Linked DNA regions of Mus musculus: all the other regions are linked to region 2. Evidence: chromatin contacts called from public HiChIP or PLAC-seq data. All regions are on one chromosome and are shown on one strand. Each heading gives the region's core, a stretch centred on a gene start, on an enhancer-like site or on the middle of the called end of the contact. The rest is flanking DNA. Distances are from core to core; before and after follow the strand shown. Region 1 has its middle 35 kb from the start of Gm40112. Region 2 has its middle 35 kb from the start of Gm40110. Region 3 has its middle 17 kb from the start of Gm40112.

Evidence for each region. HiChIP or PLAC-seq counts read pairs in DNA pulled down with a chosen protein or histone mark.
Region 1: a contact with region 2 is called in a FOXA1 HiChIP or PLAC-seq map of pancreatic cancer cells. The contact joins two enhancer-like sites. A contact is called at or near these places in 4 of 115 datasets of contacts at active chromatin or transcription factors (embryonic fibroblasts, embryonic limb bud, embryonic stem cells and 1 more).
Region 3: a FOXA1 HiChIP or PLAC-seq map of pancreatic cancer cells shows a contact between it and region 2. The contact joins two enhancer-like sites. A contact is called at or near these places in 1 of 15 datasets of contacts at CTCF or cohesin (the NIH/3T3 cell line), 24 of 484 Hi-C or Micro-C datasets (ECoMG myeloid progenitors, brown adipocytes, cochlea and 12 more), 10 of 115 datasets of contacts at active chromatin or transcription factors (VIP interneurons, embryonic fibroblasts, embryonic limb bud and 7 more) and 1 of 9 other capture datasets (embryonic stem cells).

The regions. Positions count from the first base shown.
Region 1 is chr3:102,658,195-102,660,894 of GRCm38.p6, reverse strand. No RefSeq gene overlaps it. Among named protein-coding and RNA genes, the nearest start is that of Gm40112, 35 kb to the left of the region's middle. Within about 2 kb of position 1,319, at least 32 of the 459 cell types and tissues checked have an H3K27ac peak or open chromatin away from gene starts, as enhancers often do. A contact at or near this core is called in pancreatic cancer cells, where this site is marked.
Region 2 is chr3:102,336,736-102,339,560 of GRCm38.p6, reverse strand. No RefSeq gene overlaps it. Among named protein-coding and RNA genes, the nearest start is that of Gm40110, 35 kb to the left of the region's middle. Within about 2 kb of position 1,425, at least 57 of the 459 cell types and tissues checked have an H3K27ac peak or open chromatin away from gene starts, as enhancers often do. A contact at or near this core is called in pancreatic cancer cells, where this site is marked.
Region 3 is chr3:102,675,900-102,678,696 of GRCm38.p6, reverse strand. No RefSeq gene overlaps it. Among named protein-coding and RNA genes, the nearest start is that of Gm40112, 17 kb to the left of the region's middle. Within about 2 kb of position 1,351, at least 72 of the 459 cell types and tissues checked have an H3K27ac peak or open chromatin away from gene starts, as enhancers often do. A contact at or near this core is called in pancreatic cancer cells, where this site is marked.

The DNA of each region.
Region 1 (2,700 bases), core at 70-2,569, 320 kb before region 2:
CAGATGCAATTGTAAGCAAGATCTCAGAGGAGAATCAATTTTAGGCCATGAATAAGAACTTTGCAGAAGAAAAAGAGTAATGCGTTTGAAGTTAAAAATCCATCCCTCCTTTCCCCTCTCCATGCCTTCTGTGTCTCTGTCACTTCTTTCTGTGGCATGTAGTGACATCCTGGGATTGACTTAAAAATAATGCCAAACAACATCCACAGAAAACTGTGTTGACACTCTGGAAATGGATGTCTGGTAATGCAGAAGATGGATCCGGGGAGACCCAGGAACTCACACTAAAGGTAAAGATGAAGAACTTGGAGGAGGACATTTTATGAGTACAGGAAAAACCATTTCTGAAATAGTATATGATTGTAGGTACTCTGTGACTCAGACATTTTCAGTCATATTTTTTTTTCAATGTAAGTGGACATTTAACTCTTTCATCTACTGCCTTCCATGCTTGAGGGCTAACACCGGGGAGAGCACCTTCTGGGTTCTAAGCCCTAGGGACTCAGGAGTGAGTGGGTTTTCTCTCAGCCCCACTTCTCAGGTAAGCTTTATCTCCCCTTACCATGGACCCACTGTTTGGGCTTTCCTGGTTATGGCTTGGGGAAGCAGCTCCCGTCTCCCCATCTCACCTCAGCTTTCAATTTACCTGTGGAAGGCACAGATGCTAAGATTGTCATTCCTGAGCAAGTCTGTTCATAATATCCCAGGAAGGTGATCCAGACAGACACGGGTTAGGTTGGGTCTCATCCCTGGACTGCTCAGCTGTGACCACATTTTACCTGTTCCGCTTGACTTGTGTGTGACTGGAAACACAGTGGACATTATTAGAGACATAACATTTGGTGTGTGTGTGGAGGAAACCAACATTTACAGGTCTGTGTATGGTAGAAGATGGGAGGGTTTTGGGCAGTGAGTAACATGTGAAGATGTGCATTTGGTTTTCCTGTGAGGAATGACATCATTGGCAAAGACTATGAATAGACTTTCAGAAGAGTGTATGAGAGGAACCAGGGATCTTTTGAGACCCTGAAGAGTTTTGAAATAGACAGTGATGGCCCGCAGTGAAACTATGTTTCCTGCCAATCTTCTAGGAACTGACAGAAGCTGAAGACAGCAGAAGGAAGAGGGGGCAGTTGGTGGATGAACTCTGAGGAGAGATGAACACACTCAGACATAGCTGGTGGAGGGGTTTCCCGTCCTGCGCCCTGGCTTCCCGTTTGTGGAAAAACATTCTCTCTGGAGTCAGACAAGCATAGAGAATCTCTGACAAGACTTAATGGTGACAAAATGTGAGGACTCATGAGTCACCCTGGCTGGTGCTGTCTGCTGAATGTGTGGGCCCAGATGCAAACACACACCTTACACAAGGGCAGGCTCACTGGTTAACAATGACTCAACAGAGGTGGTACAGATAAACGGGATGACTCACAAGTTCAAATTCTGCAGTTCCTTCCTGTGGTTGGAGGACAGGTGATTTTCAGAGTGATCACCTCCGAGGGCCACTTTCTCCATGTCTTATCTTTAATTCTCCAGGTCAGTTCAGCCTTTTGGGACATCTGTGCTAGAGATTAGGCCAGCCATATTAGGATCTTAGCCTGTTAGTCGGTTTTCTCTGAGATACCCGTCGTCAGCTTCTTTATTCTAATTGTTCATCCACAACTTTTCTATTCTCATACATGCATGTGGGGTGCTGGGGTGCCTGCCTGAGGAGTGATACAGATTTGAAGTGCCTCTGAGGGCTGTCCGGAACTTGCTTTATGTAGAATTTGTTTCAGTTGGAGACTCTTCAGCCCTCTGCCTCCACGTGCGTATGTGTGTGTGCATGTGCATGTGTGCATGTCTAGGGCAACGGTGTAGTACCAGCAGGGAAATATGGCCCAGAAAGTCCTCGGACCTTTCTCACTCTCACTTACTAATCATGCCGAGCCTTGGGCAGGATATTTGACTGCCATTTTTCTCACTTGTAAATTAACCTCCTCTATGAGGGTGATAGAAGAATAAATGTGACATTTCTGTAACATCTCTGTCTGGAACATCACACACCAAGTTGTGCTGATTGAATTGGCATGATTTCCGAGGATCCTTTTCTGGGTGGTGTTTCTACGCAATATCTGACCAGGGCCATGACTGCTGGCGTATGAAGGCCTCTCTAGAAAGGGATCATTTTCCTTGTCCCCCTAATGTGACTCCAGCTGACCGGCCTATGGTTCTGAATATTGGATACAGGTTGTTCTCTGCAGGAGGGTCCCCGGGCTGAAGGATCGTGGACTCCATGCGTGTTCCCTCCACCTTTCTTGGGGCTTAAGACCCCGTATTTTGAGCCTCAGAGAACCTGGCATAGCATGTGTTGCTCATCCAGGATCTCACCTGGGACTGGAGAGAGTATAAAGTTACTCTTGCCTGAGCCACACTGCCTTTGCATACTCGGCTTCCTCCCTCTGAAGCAGTCTTCTCACATCTGGAGCAAACCTTAGTCATTCTTTAGCAGGCTGCTCATTGCAAAGCATTTTCTGGCCATGCTCAGGGAATTCCGTTGCTCCCTTTTCTGTGTACCCCAGCTCTGTGCTGGTGCCTATGTCTAAGCTCCTGTTAGTTACCTGCGGCTTGGGACTGTCAAGGCTGTTCAATTTCATCGGCTCCCCTGCTGGTTCTGTTTTCTGCATTGTAAAGTCATTCTCTTGGTTCCCAAGGGCACTCTAC
Region 2 (2,825 bases), core at 176-2,675:
CCCTCCTCCTCAGTTTCTTCCAGCCTTTCCCTAACTCAACCACAGGGGTCACTGGCTTCTGTCCATGGTTGGGTGCATCTAAGTCTTTCAGCTGCTTGTTGGGCCTCTCAAGGGACAGTCATGCTAGGCTCCTGTCTGTAAGCAAACCATAGCACCAGTATAGTGTTAGGTCTTGGAGCCTCCCCTTGAGCTGGATTCCAAGTTGGGCTGGTCACTGGACCTCTTTTCCCTCAAACTCTTCTCCATCTCCATCCCTGCAGTTCTTTCAGACAGGAACAATTCTGGGTCAGAGTTCTGACTGTGGGATAGCAACCCCATCCCTCCATTTGATACCCTATCCTTCCACTGGAGGTGGGCTCCACAAGTTCCCTCTCCCCACTGTAGGGTATTTCATCTCAGGTCCCTCCCTTTGAGTCCTGAGAGTCTCTCACCTCCCAGGTCTCTGGTACATTCTAGAGGGTCCCCCCACCTCCTACCTCCCAAGGTCGCCTGTTTCCATTCTTTCTGCTGGCCCTCAGGACTTCAGTTCTGTCCCCCCCCCCATACCTGACCATGTTCCCCTCTTCCCCTCCCTGTCCTCTCTTCTACCTGGGTTTCTTCCTCCCTCTGCCCCCATGATTGCTTTCTTCTCCCTCCCAAGTGGGACTGAGGTATTCTTACTTCCACCAGGGCCTCTTGCCTGTCTGAAATGTTCTTTTCAAATAGCCCCGTGCTAGCTCTGGCTACCACGGTGACAACAGAGTGCCAAGTGCTCACCTGGTGCCCTCCTCCTCACAGGCTTATGGAGAACAAGGCCTCTTCTAATTCTCGCTGTGCCTATCCTTGCTGAGACAGGAGTCTCGAAGCCATAGCTCCAGCACCTATGGGTGAGCACACATCCCATCTGGCTCTTGCTAACATAGTTAGGGAACAACATGATGCCTGTGAGCCCATTTTGTATAGTCCAGGCATTTCTCAGCCCTACAGTGAATTCTGTTGCCTCACTTCAGACACTGTCTGAGGGAGGCTGAGGGAAGCCTTCGGCTGTGGTCTCAACCTCTCTAGAGTCTGATTTTCTAACATTTCTCTAAGTGATTCTGGTGTGATGGATTTCTTAGCCAAAGTGAACAGCACTGTAGGTGGACAGGTGGCTGTCAGTTCCCTGCCACCCACCAAGAAACTCAGCACCTTTTATCACGCCCGCCCACCCCATGCTCTCCCGGGGCCTCCAGGGGCCTGCTTTTCCTGCTGCACCTGGAGGAATTCTACCTTCTCCTCCAAGTCACCATTCGTCATCGGCAGCTCCTGCTCCCGAGTTGGACAGTTAAGCATGCAGGGCAGGGAGGGGGTGACTCATTGGCACACACTCAGGGCCTAGCCCCAGCACTTGGCCCAGAACGGGCCTTTATTACTCTATACCTCTCATTCACGTTTCTCCAAGTTCTCACACTTACGGAGGTGAGTGCCGTGACAGCTCATGCTGCACGTGTTAATGACACACCAGGCACCCGAGACAGATGAGATCAGAGAACAGAAATGAAAGTGGCTTAGATTTGGGTGAGAGGCTCTAGCTTACTCATGCCAAGGGTTATTGCAGTTGAAATCTAGCTGTGGCTGGTGATCAAAAGCCTTACAGAGTGAGGGGGCAGAGAGGATCCTGGGGGGACGTTCATGAGCCCTGTGTGCATGGAGCCCACTCCAGTGCACACACAACAACAGCAGCCACTCCCTGACACCCCCCCCCCCCCGTGCACTCACACCCACACTTCCATTCACCTCCTGACACAGCTGTCTGGAGTCACTGCCCATTCAGCCCTCTTTGCACTGTTCAGTCAGGCACTACAGGAGTAAGAAAATTATCCTCATTATCACTGAGGATAGCTTAGGAAATCCATTCTTTTGTGTGTGTGTGTGTGTGTGTGTGTGTGTGTGTGTGTGTGCGCACGCGTGCACACACGCGCAAACTCATATACACACACAAAACCACACACACACATACCAGGAAGCCTCACAACAGTCAACTTGTAACAGAAACTAGGATGCTCTACAGCGACTTGTCCAAACTTGAGTATAGGCCCAGCTCTATCTGGACTATGAGAGGATTTACTGTTACATAAAAGCTAGCCACTGCACCGGTCTCCTTGCCTCTCCCTGACTGCAGCTGCGCACCTTCCTTAGAAACCTTTCTTCTCTACACTTATTCTCTTTTTCTTACTATTCTCTTGCTCTCCCTCCCTCCCTCCCTTCTTCCCACCTCTCTCTCTCTCTCTCTCTCTCTCTCTCTCGCTCTTTCTCCCTCCCTCCCTCCCTTCCTCTCTATCAGTCAGTCAGTCAGTCAGTCTGTCTGTCTGTCTGTCTGCCTCTGTCTCCCCCCCCATTCTCTCGCTCTCTTTTCATCTCCCCATCTTCTCTATTGTCTTCCATTCTTATAGTTTCCTATCCCTGGCCATATCCAGTCTGCTTCTTTCTTTATGCTCTGGAATCTTCCAGATGCCTCTGTTTTTGTTTTTTGTTTTTTTTTCTCTTATATCCACAATAAAAACTTTACCCGTATCATGGACTGGTCATGTCAGCAGTTTCTATACTGAACCCCCTCACATACAGGTTCCATGGGATGGGGACAGAATTAAGTTGCTATAACGAGAGATAGGTTGTGAAGCCACTCTCCAGGACACTGCAAGTCACCTACAGTGCTGAGTAGTCATGTGAGCACATGGCATATGGCACACGGTATGACACGATGACGTCATTGTTATAGCAACTCAATTCTGTCCCCATCCCATGGTGTATGGCCTTCTTGCTGGTTACTTTCTCCCTGGCTAATTTCATTCATGCCTGTGGCTTTA
Region 3 (2,797 bases), core at 102-2,601, 340 kb before region 2:
TTTATCTTTTGTGAGTGAGGCAAAAGCCTGGAGAACATTTAGAGAATTATTTACACCTATTATATTTTAAACTGGACAGTACCTCAGCAGCTCAGCAGTGATGCAATCGATACTCAATGTTCTTACCACAAGCTTAACCAAATGTTAATATTCTACCAGATTTAGTTCAAATATTTATTTAAGGAAATAAAGTGTTGCAAATTCAGCTATAACCATCTCCCCTAACCCTAACCTCCCACCTTGTAGCCATTTACCCCCTGAAGTGTCACCTTCTGTAACACTGTGATATATTCACAAACAACACACAGTAGGTATGTTTATTTTTAAGTGGTTAAAACCGAAATCCCATTTTTTTCAACTTAGCTTTCTTTAAACTTAACTATATATTTTTTTGAGATTTATTCGTGTTAATAAGTCACTTGTAGTTCATTCATTGTATTCTTTTTTTGTATGTAGAATATGTGTCATGCACATGTTATGTACATGACAGGGTGTTTGTACATACGTGTGGAGGTAAGGAGTTGACATTGGGTATTGACCTCCATCATTCTCCACCGTAGCTTCAAACCAGGTTTCTCACTGAACCTGGAGCTCGCTGATGCGGCTGGCTAATGAGCCTCAGCGATGTTTGTGTCTTTATTTTTTCCAGGGCTAGGTTATAGGTATAAGCCACCACTCCTGGCTTTTCTCACGGGTGCTGGAGATCTGAATTCAAGGGCCCACACTGATTTGAAGGCCTCATGGTCAGACAGCAAGCGCTTCTCCCCAGCCCCACCAACAGCTCCTCATAAGACCACACTACGCTTTAGTGCACGCCTGTGTTGGTGGATGTTTTGGTTGTTCCAGGTCTCTTCATTTTTCTCTCTTGACCCCCCCTTCCTTTCCTCTTCCATTCTAAATTCCATCATTATTGTTACAGATTCTATGTTAGGCATCCTCAGATCGGATTACATCGCTTCTGAGATTCACACCTGGAAGAGGAACGCCCATCTTCAACTCTACTAAGAATGCTACTTCATCCCCTAGACGGGTTGTACCAATTTACAAAGTCTGCATAAGCCAGGGATATCGAAAGCCTTTTTGTGTCTGCTCCAAAGGGAGTCGAACCTCAAAGGCACTGATTCAGGGGTCCAGGGAGGCTGTAGTGAAAGATCCCTGTTTACTGTTACTGAGACTTCAACGACAGAGAGCACCGATTTTTTGTTCAGGCAGAAATGTTCCAATTCACCTTTCCCCTGGTGGTATATCACTGTATTCATGCTGAATCCACCCAGGGCTGCTATGCAAAGAGGAGAGGAGACTTGCCTGTCCCAGCTCCCTGCAGGGCTGAGGCTGACAAGCCAGCTGGTGCTGTGTGCCAAGCAGCTTGGCAGTGAGCAATTCAGCTGGTTCCTGGGACAGGAGGCAGCAGTGACTGATCACAGAACTGAACATCTTCAGAGCTCTTTTACTCTATAAATATAGTCTTTGCAGAAAGCAGTGAAGATGGCGAAGCTTCCGGCCAACAGCAAACACAGCAAGAGAGGCTAGGGTGTGGCGTGTGAGCTTCGGAGTCAGGAGTTGATCAGGGGGGCTGGTCACCTGTGACGTCATTCTCCAGATTGCAACTCTGTGTGAACAAACACTTCAGTTTGTGTTACAGTTTGGGGGAGTGTTTGTTTTTTAAGAGACAGAGCACAAAATTATGAATTCTAAACTAGGGTCTTGGTAAACTGTCTCTGCTTTGGTGACTCTGAGGGAGGGACAAGAGGCTCAGGGTGTCTGGGAGGGCACTGTCAGTGTCTCCTCAATGGCTGGGCACTATGAATTCAGTGTTGTAGAAGAGTGAGAGTGGAGATAGAAGCTGGGTACTAGAGATGCCCAAAACCAATGAGAGGATGTGTGTTGGAGGGTGTTTGTGTACGTGCACAAAGGAGGGAAACAGGGTAGTGAGAAGCTTGGCAGCCAGTGGTGTAAAGATGAGAAGAACTAGGAACGGTGTTGGGGAGGTGGTTTTGGAGATGGTCCCATAGACTCCACTAGATGCTCAGCCCCTAGTTAGAACTAATTACTAGCTGCTGCTGGTCAGTGATGGATGGGGCAGAGGTGTACTGCGGGTTAGGAAGGACGGGTACGTGCATAACCCCGTGCTCTCTCCCCTGCTTTACACAGGGATGAGTTTAACTGACGAGTGACTGAAACAAACCATGTACCTCTTAAACATCAGTGTGTCTGCATAGAAGACGTCAGGCACTTAGAGAATAAAGTGTTAAAGGATCAAGGTCCTCCCTCACCCTCGGGAACTGGGGGTAGGGGGTTGTCAACAAACTGTCCCTATGAGTTGCAGTAAATAAGGGGGGGAGGAAAAGGGCCTTCTGGAAACCTACTTCAAAGGACAGAGCCATCTTCCAGATGGGCAGTTCCATGGGTCGAACTTGCCTTCCAATCAGAGAGGGGCCCTTGCTTTCAGAATCAAAGTCGGGGACATAGTCTAACACGGTAACAGAATACTTGAAACGCCAGCTTTCCAGGAGCACCGGATTCTGAGTCGGGAGGTCGCTGTGGGGAGGTTGAGTCTCTTCAGAAAACATTGAAGAGGAACAGAAGAAGCGGCTTTCTGGAGAAGCTCGGCTGAGCACATTGATAGACACATTTCTAGTTTCCTCTTGGAACCATTTGGGGTGGCCTGCTTATTCTCATTTTATAGAGGTTACATCCAACAGCTGGGCAGTTTTAACCATTTCTCAGTTACCCAGTTAGTCTATGGTGGGGCCTCTGTTCTTCAGTGGCCTAGATTCTTCTCCAGCTCTGAGGAAAT